Regions from separate parts of the Gossypium hirsutum genome. Here region 2 is linked to region 1. A link is a contact called in public Hi-C data. All regions are on one chromosome and are shown on one strand. The core of a region is the stretch at or near the end of the contact, and the rest is flanking DNA. Distances in the headings are between cores, read along the strand shown.

Region 1 (6,603 bases), core at 1,576-4,075:
TAAATTTTTATGGTTTTAAATTAATTTCTAACAATTTATATATTTTTTTTCTAATTTTAATGGTTTTTAATAATTTTTTATAAATATTATAAATTTTTATGGTTTTAATTAATTATTTTAATGATTTTTTACAAGTTTTCTTTATGTTTTCTATAATTCTAGAATGAATCTAAATAAATAGATATCTAGATTCAAATGAACCTGGACAACAATATATCTAGATTTATTGTGTATTATTTAATAAAAATTTTAAAATATATTTTTATTTTTTGATGATATTATTGTGGCGATGTGTGGCCTACCACGTTAGTCTTCGATGATTATGTGGAACTGGCATGTTAGCTATTAGTGATAATGTGGCATTGCCATGTCAGCCTTTGGTGATGGTGTGGAATTGCCATGCCATTGATAACATGGCATTGACTAGTGATAACATGGCATTGACATGTCAACAAACAATGTTGATGTGGCATTTATTAAGGGCCATGTCAATATTTTCGTTAAGTATTAACGGTCAACATTAGTCAAAGGGTCAATTTAGTCAGTTTTGTTATTTTAAGGGTTCAATTGGGTGCAAAAAATTTGCAGGGAATTAATTGATTTTTTTAAAAAAGTTTGAGAGTAAAAAATACTATTAAGTCTATAAAATATTAAAAATGGACATAATGCTAAAATTAGCCATTATATTTTTTTTGTCATTTTGACTCTAATTTCATTTTTCTTTCTTTTTTATCATTTTGTCTTCAACCTTTAAAATTTTGTTAAATTGCCTTTTTGGGACAAAAAAAAAGTCAACTAAGCTGTTAAAATTTTAATAGAATTAATGTAATAACCAACATGATAATCTACACGTATTTCATTGCTAATGTGAATAATTTTTTTTCAAAATATTTATGATTTTTTTGAAATTTTAGTAAATTTTATATATTTTTGAAACTTTTATGAAATATATCTGGACTGCTATGTGGGCTACCACATCACTATCATTAAAATTGTAATGATCCAATAAGCTTTTTCATCCAAAGAAAAATAATTTGACTAAAATTTGAATGTTGAAGATAAAAGTGATAAAAATAGAATTAGGGTCAAAATGACAATAGATGTAAATGTTAGAGGTCAAATTTTCTTTATGTAGAAAATATAACACTTATAACAAGATTTATATACAATGTGTCAAAAAAATGGTATGTTTGGAAAGCCACTCAGTAATTGAATTTGAGTGTAATTTATTCTAATTACACATGTGAACATATAATTCTTTAAACACAATTATAACAAAATATTTTAGCATTTGATACATTATTGATGAAAATTTTTAATTCCATAAGCAGAATTCATGTGAACCCCATTTGTTTGCTCAGATTTTGCCTATTATAGAGAGGTGGTTGTTATACACTTATAATAATATATTGTTATAGAGAGATAATCATTGTAAGTTTATCCTAGATTTCATATTATGAATCTCCATCAAATAAAGAAAGTAAGAATTATGTTAAAAAAAGAAAGAAAGAAAGTGAGGACCCAAATCAACAAGATTAAAAGATGTATAACAAATCATGTATTATTACATTTATGCATATTTTATTTTACATTTTTCACATTATTAATTATAAAATTCATAAGTCTACCAAGTTCAATTAATCAATATGAATGATCAAATTAAATTAAATAATTTATCATGAGTTACTAAATTCAACTAATTAATTTATAAGTTTATGATATCCTAAATTTATAGTAGAATATTTAATTAGGGAGCCTAATAGTTTTTTGAATTGACATATTTAATTTTTCTCATTAGAGATTATTTTCATATAATAAAACATGACATTTAATCATTTTATTGAAGTAATGTTTTAATTAATATCATTTTCATTCAATAGATGACAAAGAATAGACTTGCTTATATAAAATACTATGATTTTACTTAAAAATTTAGACCATATGTTATTATAGAAATTAATTTAATAAAGAGAGTACTTCATAACCATGAACGCTATTGTTATAGGGGGTTAAAATAAAATATAAAACTTAATTCTTCTAGATTATAGCAAAATATTATTGTAAAGAGGGTTGACTATGATTTACAACATCCTAAAATGTAGGTGAAAAAATAGCCCCAAAGTAATTAATAGGCTTCTATTAAGGTGACCAAACTTCAATCGATAGGTGAAACTCTCAACAGTCTTAGGGTGAGTTTGGGGCGGTGGTGCGATACGTTTAGCTTATTTTTGTCTTACGTTACAGTATCGTTACAGTATCTAATCTTACCGCTTCTGCTATTTTTACACTGATCACAACTAAATACACCGCTCATCGAAACTTACCCTCAATAAAATATTTACATGCAATGTGAAGGAGTGCCAAAAGCTGGTGAGGTCAGTAAATGAGATAAGCGTGAGTGGGTGAATCTTTCTGCTTCGTTAAAACCAGCGAGCATTTCGTGTTGTGTACCGCACCACCACAAATGAATATCTCCACCTCTTTTTGGTATTCACCGCCATTCCTCTAATAAAGACTCACCCGCTCTTTAACTGCGTTGCAGTAAAAAATGTGTGAAAAACAAGTTGAACCATCACATCGCCTTACATTTACTCTGCTACATTTATGGTTTCAGTTTTTTAACCATTGTCTTACCTTCTCAATCAATACCGTCTAAAACCAAGTTGGCTAACCAATTGATCAATTTCCAGGTGTGAGTGGAACATTTGGGCTCAATTTCCAGACTCCAAACATAGGCGACCAAAACGAAGTTGGCTAACCAATTGGCATTAAATGTGTGTACCCTACAAATGGTTAGGTCTCAACACATTGGGCCATGAAGTTTCTGAATTGGTAATGCCTAAAGAACCTGTCTCAACACTGTAGTTGATAAGATTGTGATGTTTGACAAACTAATACTATGTAAAAAAAAAATCGTAATTATCAAGCCTTATATCAGAATATAGAACTGCCATAAAATGGAGACAGTGTTGAGTGTTGGCTAAAAGCCAAGCAAATAGTGACCCAACTTTCATCTATCGCTATCCCCTTTGTCCCACATGGTCAGGAGACAAGCTTGTTCTCCACTGTTCACATGTCATCTGGGTTTTCCCATATACAATGCTTCCAAATCATCTTATAAACTACACTTACTTTTATCATATAGAATCCCCATATTAACTAAAATAACTGCAATATCAAACAAGTATCTTATAGTTAAAATCTTATGTTAATGTACAGTGAAAACAAAAACAATCTAATAAAGAAACAAAAATTACATTCAAGAATGCCAGAGGCGGCTCAGAAAACTACGAAATCTATTGGTAGATAACTTTCTGACAAGTCTTTTGGCGTCAGAGACTTGTGCTTCTGCAAGTTTCTCTATGTATTTTAGGTAGCCAGAACTGGCTATTTTTCTTCTTCCACTGTTGCAACTTGTCAATGACACTAATATAGAGAGCAAGAGCTGTTTATTACCTGAAATTCCTTCCTCTTGATCAAGCAGTCTAAGAAGGAAGTGTATGTTTCTATCATCTGAAATAAATCTATTTCGATTTTTAGGGACTGAGACCAAACTGGAGAGTGCTTCAATTGCCCTTTCACGCACTTCACATGACTTAGCATCCAACAATTTGACAAGCTCTGCCATGAAACCAGCATCTCCCATTGTCTTTCTGGCCTCATCTGATGTCCCACAAAGCTTAAACGTCAACTTAAGTGCCAGTTCTTGAAGGGAAACTTCGCCATTGCGTAGGAAGAACAGTAAATGATCCGTGAATCCGTAATTCATCAAGGTGTTTATGCAGTTTTGTGAAGGGAAACATAGATTCTCTATTGCTCTCAATGCTACTTCTCTTGTTTTCGAAGAGGTTGATGACTTCGGATCCGAAATTCGTAGTAATGCACGAACTGATTCCTCCCCAGAAGCTACGTTTTGAAGCAACTCCATTGAATTAATCAGCACGATTTCTTCTTTTGATCTTGTTAGCTTGATGAATGTTGCAATAGCACCTTCTTCGACCATAAACCTCTTAATCTCTTCAACACCAACAAGGTTTCTCAACACCCCACAAGCAAGACCAATTAGTTCCCCTCCAAAATCACCGCTTGAACATATTTTCAAGAGTGCCGTCACCCCACCATGAGCTGAAACAGACCATGCATTGTCTGAATTTACAGTCAATGTCTGAAGACACCTAACAGCTCCTTCTTTGCCCAAATTACTGCCGGTTTCCAAAATCCGATTTAAAGGGCCAATAATCCCAGCTTCAACTAAAACCCCTTTATACAAATCAAACCCAGAGATTAAAGATACAATCTTTGAAGCTTCTTCTTGAATTTCCATCTCTGGTGAATCAAGAAAATCGACCAACAATTTCACAATGTCACTAACTTCAAGTGCTACAAGTTTCATGTACCTTTCATCTTCAGCCATAAGTTGATATAAATTCACCAAGGACTGCCTTTTCATTTCTATATCACCAATCTTCATCCTTGTCAACAAATCTCTTACATAGAACCTCATGTCATCTTTACAAGCACCAAAACCAGGCCTGGAAACAACGATGGCGAAACCATGGCTCAGAACCCCAGCAGTGTAAATCCCTGAAAGATTCTTTACATGGAGATCAAATTTTGCAACCATCACATCAAGGTCATTTTGCATCAGGAGCTTTCCACTGTAAGAAAGATCCACACATCTTCTCCCGAGATCATAACACTCGTTTACAGTTGCCAAAATGGAAGGAACCACGTCAGAGAAGGCCGCTGCGTTTTCACTTGAATCACAGTTTCCAACAGCCATCAACCCAGAACTCATCTCTTCTAGCTTCTTTCGAATGAGTTGCCATTTAACATTAAAAACTTTGATAGAATGTGAAAGAGAAATCAAAGAAGATATAACCTGAACAGCCTGCTTGATACTAGATTTCATTGCACTGAAAGATTCTATTGAATTCTGGTGCTGCTTTTGCATTGGTTTCTCTTCTTCTCCCATTTTTTTCCCCTTTTTCTTCAAATTCAATGCTTGCTTTGAAGGAAGGAATCTAACACTGTCTAAGAAGAGAGAGAAAGAGGGCCACTGACTGCAGATATCTAATCTAAAGTTATCTTTTCATTTTGCAGCTGCAACTGAAATGGGGGTCTTTAATTTTATATTTAGAATAGAGGGCTGACCGTTTAGGTGGTGTAACAGTGACAAGTCAATAGGATGAAGATAAGGGTATAAATTTCTGCCATAATAACAAGGGTTAAAACTTAAAAGGGTGGCTGAAGCTCACAGCGTGAAAAGAACTGAGGAGGGAGATGGTTAAAAGGAAAAAGAAAAGTAGTGTATCTGATTCTGATCAGTGATAAAGGACTTGAAAGGTTTCATCTCTTTATTGACGATTGTATTTGTAGAACACTGTACATGCATGAATGGGGTTTTGCAGTGGGTTGCTGTGGGGGCACCTATCAACAATAAGGTTTCTTTAAAATCTCATCAGATCTCATGAACTTTCTATTTACTTTTCCACCGTTTCAATTTAATTGTATTGTAATATGTACAAGGTAAGAAAATGAATTTATGATAAAAATTTGAATTTTGATATAACGTAAATCAGCCTTAATTGGATTGTAATTCGTACGAGGTAAGAAAATAAACCTTAATTCTTAATTAGTCAAATGTCATCATTGTTTGTCCATAATCAAATCAATCAACAAATCTTGTTGGCTCATCTTTCCCACGTTAAATGTTAGTTTCTTTCTTCCATTATTTTTGGAGCAATTGCCCATATTTTTCTATAACTGCCCTAGATTTGATGAATATGTCAAAATAAAAGAAAAATTAAAGAAATAGGTTATTTTATAATATATTTAAAGAAATAAATTGATTTTTAAACACGACGTTTTTTTTTTCTTTTCAAAATCTGCCAAATAGAAAGTGCAGTGATTTAAATCTAAATCTTTTACATATCACTCCAACTTAGATAAAGATGAAATGGTAGAATGAAAAAAAATAAAAAAGCATCTACTATTACATAAAAAAAAACTTTATTTTAGATTTAAAAAGATTCAATTAAGTTGTTTTGAATTTTTCTTTATTCAATTGAGTCTGAAACTAATAAAATTGATCAAATAAGCTTTTTAACTGGCGTTTATCGTTAATATTTAACTGCAACGCTAATATGGCTGTTAATAGATACCATGCCAGCGTCGATTGATGACGTGGTGGTGCTACATCAACACCAATTGTTAACGTGGTAGTGTCATGCCAGCAAAATAAAAAAAATATAAGAAAATATCTAAATTTATATTTTTAAAATAATTGCAAAATAAATCTAGATAAAGAGGTGTCGACAAGTGATTGTCTGTGTTCATTTGAACGTGGACACCTATTTATCTAGATTCATTCTGTAATTATTAAAAAAATAAAAAAAATCATTAAAGTTTACTAAAATTTATAAAATTTATTAGAAATTATTTAAAAATCATAAAATATATTAAAAATTATTAAAAACCATAAAAATTTAGAAAAAAAGATTTTTTAAAATTATAAGAAATTAATTAAAAATCAAAAAATTATAATTATTTAAATTATTTTTATAAAAATTATATTCCTCATTTTGATTAAATTATTTGATT
Region 2 (6,603 bases), core at 1,078-3,577, 260 kb before region 1:
GGCATTATAATCTTGCTCAAAGAATTCTTATACTTAGTCAACTTATTATACTTTACACACACTCAAAATTTACTCTTTATGCTTTACTTTCGTAGACATCATTTGAACATTAAGGTTTCACTGCATCTAATCTAATCTCTTAGTATGTGAATGCCGTCCAATATTGGTTTGAGTGACTAGTGCATCGAGAATAAAAAAATATGCTTCTTCTCAATGATGTTACCTATCAACTTATCTTTTGAATTAAGTATGCAAGAAATTAATGGCTCTCTATAAGGTCATTGCTCGTATAAAACACAACATTAATAGTTCCCTTGTCACTCTATCTATGCGTTAAATCCTTCCTTTGAGGGTTGCCCACATACATCTGTCTAGTCTTTTAAATAGAATCACTCATGCAATTGTCTTATTTCTTTTACAATCAAGGTAATATGGTAAGGATTGAAAATTGTGAATCTTTCCAGACTTACTACCTAACCTTGGTTTCCCAATCTAAAGATATCCCAATTAGAGTGCGCTTGCACTATACTAATTATAAGGCTAATTATATGACCTTCGTGCTTTTTTTCTTAATACCATTTCGCATATGTATTATAGTTAAATTATCACTTTTGTACTTTTACTAATTTTATTAGTTTGGCTCTATACTTTTATTCTGTAATCCTCATTGCCCCAACCCAAATATTCGTTAAAAATTTTAAATAAGCCAATGACACATTGCCAATTGTCAAGAAAAAGTAAAAAAATACTTACAAATTTTTAAAATATCAAAAACACTAGAATGTAACTGAAAATAATAAAGTTCGAGAAAAAACCCAAAATCTTAAAAATTAGAAAATTATAAAAATTTAAAAATATTTGTTTCTGAAAATCATAAAAAATATTTTTTAAATTATAAATATGAAAAGCTTCAAAAATAATTTAAAATTCATAAAATAAAATAAATAAAAATTATGTTTGGAATTTTAGGTTTTTTTAGAAAATTTTAGAATTGTTTAGAATTGTTAAAGAATTTTATGGTAATTTTCAGTAAAAAAAAAATCAAAATTTTAAACAAATGAAAAAAGTCCCTAAAATTTTCAATAAATAAGATTCTTCAAAATTTTCATGCAATTATAATATTTTTATTAAAAAGAGAATCCAAAATTCTAAACAGACCCACTTTTAAATTTTATGAGAATTGATTTTTTGAAGTTTTGCATATTTTTAATTTTAAAAATAGTTTTACAATTTTTTAAAAATAGATTTTCTAAGTTTTTAGATTTTTTGGGTTCAGATTTTTTTTATGATTTTTGATAAATTTTTAAATTTTTTAAATTTTTTTAAATTTTAATTTTTTTTTATTTTTTTGACACGTGATAGTTTATTATTGGTTGACTTAATCTTTTTCTTAATCGAAATCTAAGTTGAGGCAACAAGATATACATAATAAAAGAACAAGAGCCAAAATTGATAAAAAAATAATATAAGTGTCAGAGTGATTTTTTTTATTCAAATTAAATGTTTGATTAGTTAAAAGAAATTGGGTTATTTTTTCAAGTTGATTTTTTTTTTTTTTTTAGAATTATGGTGTCTATTTTAGTAGCAACGATTATTCTCTCCGCTACAGTTACTTTTTAAATAAGTAAACATCTAATTTAAATATGTTTTATTTTTATGCCTAAAAATCAAATTTTTAACTACATAATTGAAGGATGGAAAAAACATTAACCGCAACTTATAATTTAGGTGAGATCATTCTTACAGTACTCCTGCCACTCTTCTTTACTGTTATGACTTTTTTGCCAATGTGCATATTTTTTTTCTTTTGCGACCAAACAAATTGGATTTCTAGTTGTGGATGTGATTTTTCACTATCCAGATATTTTATGCACTTAAGGCTAAAGCTGTGGAAATATCCACGCTGATATTTTGGGGTCAAAAATGTATTCATGATAATGAGACTGACCACTGACCAATCATCTTTATTGAGAGGATGATGATGCTTTTCTACATCTTGATCCCCATTACCAACTAATATTTTCATGAATTGATATATAACTTTACATAGAAATAATTGGATAGATATTTTCAAATGTTGGGTAATATTAATGCATATTTTATTCTTTTAGGGGAGACATTAGAAGAAACAATATAAATCTCGAATACAAATTGTAAAATAATATTTAAAAAATTGAAAGCTTGAAATATATAATTTTTTTATATTAAAATATGAATTGCATGTTGTGAATATAGGAATACAAGAGAGGAAAATAAGATGGGTAAGAGAAAAGAAAGATGGGCCAAACAACATCTAAAAACAAAATGATAGCATCAGAATGTGATACCCCAAATTTCTTTTATATCACCAAAGACAATGGGAGATAGAAAGGGACAAAGTAACCAAATATTGTATTCCACTTATCCACTCCTTTTCAATCTTATCTAAGAAATATAAAAAAAGAAAAACATGTCTATTTAGATTTGAACCATGGTAATTGTATATTTCTATATGAGAGGTGTTTATGTTTGAGGTGAAGCTAGTTCAGGTCAATATCAATGTATAGTAATAATATTACATATATATTTTTTAAATTACAACTATATACATAGTTGTTATCCTAATTAATTATTAGATTTTATCACACCCATAATAGAGGTGAATGAAAATATTTTACATTAAAACAGTACATTTATAAAAATATATGATTAAATGACTATTAGTAAAATGGCAAGAGTTTTTTATATAAATTTATTAGTGTTTGATTCTTAAATAATGTTTTCCATTTTTTTTTGAAAATTATATAAAAATATGAAAATGCTGAAACTAACCTTATAATAATATTTATTAACCTTTAAAGTAAGGATATTTTAGTAACTTCATAGTTTAGTTAGGGTTTACCCTCAATTATATTATTTTTAAAATTTTTTTAATAAAAAATTATGTTAATTTTTATTTAATATTTAATATTTAATAAATTTATATAAATTTTATTTTATTAAATTTTTAAATACTAATAATTTAACTTTATTTAATATTTACATTATAGTATTATTTATCTAGCTTTCGTATAATGTAAATTACATAACATATTGTTAAACTAAGCCTTATTGGATAATATGTTTTGATATAACAAATTAAAGTGTTTTTGAATAAAAGTAAAGTTGAGCAATTTCATAAAATCAAGTTAAAATGGTTTCAATTGAGTCAAACATTTTCAAATATGTTTTAATCATTTTCAAACAAGTTAGAATTGCTCCAGGATAAAAAGTATCAATGCTTTTTGTCTAAGTATCGATATTCTACAAGATATCGATACCCCTCTGTTAATTAATACCAAATTGACATTCTGGAATTTGTAACCTCTGCTAAGTATTGATAAATCTCTCAGGTATCGATATTCCTGCTCCAACGGTCATTAAAATTTGCATCAATTACAAAAAATATTGATACTGTTTTAGTAGGTATCGATACTCGTAGCTACATGTGAAGTTTATGACCTGGTATTTCATCCCTAATAGCTATATTCACTTTTACAACAACCACAACAGTTGGAAATCAATTAGAGGGTATAAATACTATCTTCCAAAGATTTAGCAACAAGAAGAGCAATATGCAAAGCTTAAAGATAAATCAAAACAACCTAGAGTTTAAATCTTTCATACATTTTCTTGTAAACACTTGTGAGCTTTCATTGTATTCATTTAGCTCAAGTGTTCTTCTTTGTATTTGTGCTTAATTGGCAAACATTCTGATCTTGTAAGGATTATTTTTTTGTTTGCTTATTTATTTCTCTTTGAGAGAGGGTTGATTCTTAAGGTTTGAGTAGAAACCTTAAGGGAGTTATATATTAAGATTTTGGGGTATAAATCTTAAAGGAGACTGTAAGGTTAAACCTTGTCCTCAAAGGTTGTCAAATTAGTAAATTTGGGAAAATCCTTAGTTATAGTGAGCTAAGGTAGTGGAGTAGGCAATTGGGGCCAAACCACTATAAATCACTGTGTTCTTTGTTGCAAAATTTTTATTGCTTCCACCACAATATCTCAAAGGCCTATTTAACTTTACTATTGGTGATCTCGAGTTGATCCTTATGATCTAACACATATATATATAAGTAAAAAAAATATAGTTAACCCTCTTTATAACAATCTCATTTGTTTGTTAAAATTTTGGATGTTATAAAGAGGTAGTTGTTATACATCTATAACAACATTTGATATTTATATCACATTTGAATTTTTTAGGTGTTTAAATTTAGAAATTATAATATATTAATAATATTAATTTTTAGTATTTACATTATAGTATTATTTATATAGCTTTCATATAATGTAAATTACATAATATATAAGTAAAAAAATACAATTAACCCTCTCTATAACAGTCACATTTGTCTATTAAAATTTTTTATGTTTTAGAGAAGTAATTGTTATACATTCATAACAATATCTGAGACACTTATAACAAAATTTGAGATTTAGATCATATTTGAATTTTTTAAGTTTTTAAATTTAAAGATTATTGTAACACCCCGAACCCGAGACCGACACCGGAGTCGGACACGAGATGTTAACAAACTTTGAAAAATTTTTCCAGACACTGCCCAGTCTGAGTACTAGTCGCTTCAAAAATCATATCTTGAGTTTCACAACTCGAAAATCAGTTTTGTGATTTTTTTCTGAAACTAGACTCATGTCCCCACCTATGTATTTTTTTCTAGAATTTTTGGTCGGGCCAATTATTACAGTTTATTAGTCAAAGTCTCCCATGTTACAGGGGTCGACTACACTGACCTTTTCCCATTACGACTTGGATATCTCTCTGCACAGAGCTTCAATACTGATGCCGTTTGTTTCTATGGAAACTAGACTCAGAGAGGAATCCATACATATATGGTATGACCCCTAATTATCTCTGGTCAATTTATAGTGAATTTCCAAAGTCGGAACAGGGAATCCAGAAACTGTTCTGGCCCTGTTCCACAAGAACCCGAATATCTCTTACTTTACTGTTCATATGATTGTTTCGTTACTTTCATATGAAAGTAGATTCATCAAGGTTCGATTACATAATTTATTCACTATTTAATTCCACTCCTACGAATTCTTGTGATTTTTCCAATCCACACCACTGCTGCTGTCAGCCTCTGTTTTCAAAGTAAACCTTACCTATTTTCGGGGTTTCATGGACCAACTAGGGCCTTGTCATACATATGCCCACATATGATCATACTTAGCCATTTCAATGGCTGATCATTTGCTCAACACTTCCATTCCAACTATAGTTACATCATGAAACCATCTATACATTCATAAACACGAATGGTCTAATGCCATACTCCACTTCTACAAGCCATTTTCGCATGGCTGTACACTTATACATTTCATAAAGTACTCGAAAAACAACAATGGGTAGTCCTATACATGCCATATCAAAATTCAACCAAAATAGTATCCAAAAGAGCCTTTGATAGTGTGGGCGACTTCGACTTCAAGATCCCGAGTCCGATAGCTGGAGAACCAAAAATCTATAAAACAGAGGAGCAGTGTAACGAGTAAGCAATTTATGCTTAGTAAGTTTTGAGCAAGGAATTCCAGCATAAACAAAGAATAACACACATTTAGCTAAACGAAATATTTCATAATACGCAATTTACCGATACCAAACTTGCTTCACAACATTAACAACCCTTATGTACATACACAATAGACTAACTTAGCCGAAGGCCGGTAGCTCGTTTATCAACTGAGCGAACATTTATTTGTAAGGGCTCGATTAAATTCAACACATACGTAACATATCCCCATATTGGGATGTTTTTCGAGTATTCGCTGGAATTTTACAGCAAGCTCATTCATTACCAAATCACGTACCTTCGGGATTTAACCGGATATAGCTCCTCGTTCAAATGCCTTCGGGACATAGCCCGGTTTTAGTAACTCACACAATGCCTTCGGGACTTAACCCGGATTTAATAACTCGCACGAATGCCTTCGGGACTTAACCTGGATTTAGTATCTCGCATAAAGGCCTTCGGGGCTTAACCTGGAATTTGTATCTCGCACAAATGCCTTCGGATCTTAGTCCGGATATATTCACTTAGCACAAAGCCTTCGGGACTTAGCCCGGACAGCATTCAATTAATCATGCACATCTAACAATAATTCATGGCACATTCATATTTCATTTTCATTTGCGAAACTCAAACACAAGGCACATATCGTCCTTGCACATTCGGCTCAATAGCCACACATAGAGCATGATTTAATCACATCATAATTTAAGCTCTCTTACTCAAGAACTTACCTCGGGTGTTGTCGAACGATTCCGCTAGCTATTCAACCACTTTTTCCTTCCCTTTATCGGATTTATTTCCCCTTTGCTCTTGAGCTTAATTAAACAAATAAATTGATTTCATCATTTAGGCATCAAAAAGATGAACACAAGGCACTTAGCCCATATTTATACATTAGACATTAAAGTCTCATACATGCAAAAATCATGCATCAACACAACATATTAGCTAATTTCTTTCCCCTTGGCCGAATATGCATGTCTATTTTTGGGGTCGATTTCAACACTTAATACACACATATACACACTAGTAAAGCATCCTCCCCCTT

What was found. Hi-C and Micro-C count contacts between places; a contact is called where the count stands out from the background.
Region 2: a Hi-C map of leaf shows a contact between it and region 1, with 2.3 times the contacts expected there. The contact joins two enhancer-like sites. A contact is called at or near these places in 4 of 34 Hi-C or Micro-C datasets (callus and leaf).

The regions. Positions count from the first base shown.
Region 1 is chrA06:91,951,258-91,957,860 of Gossypium_hirsutum_v2.1, reverse strand. LOC107948137 (vacuolar protein 8) reads right to left here and starts at 5,417. Exons shown (of 1, transcript XM_016882604.2): 1 at 3,177-5,417. The coding sequence starts at 4,975. The coding sequence ends at 3,260. Within about 2 kb of position 2,825, at least 2 of the 9 cell types and tissues checked have an H3K27ac peak or open chromatin away from gene starts, as enhancers often do. A contact at or near this core is called in leaf, where this site is marked.
Region 2 is chrA06:92,214,130-92,220,732 of Gossypium_hirsutum_v2.1, reverse strand. No RefSeq gene overlaps it. Among protein-coding and RNA genes, the nearest start is that of LOC121231746, 81 kb to the left of the region's middle. Within about 2 kb of position 2,327, at least 1 of the 9 cell types and tissues checked has an H3K27ac peak or open chromatin away from gene starts, as enhancers often do. A contact at or near this core is called in leaf, where this site is marked.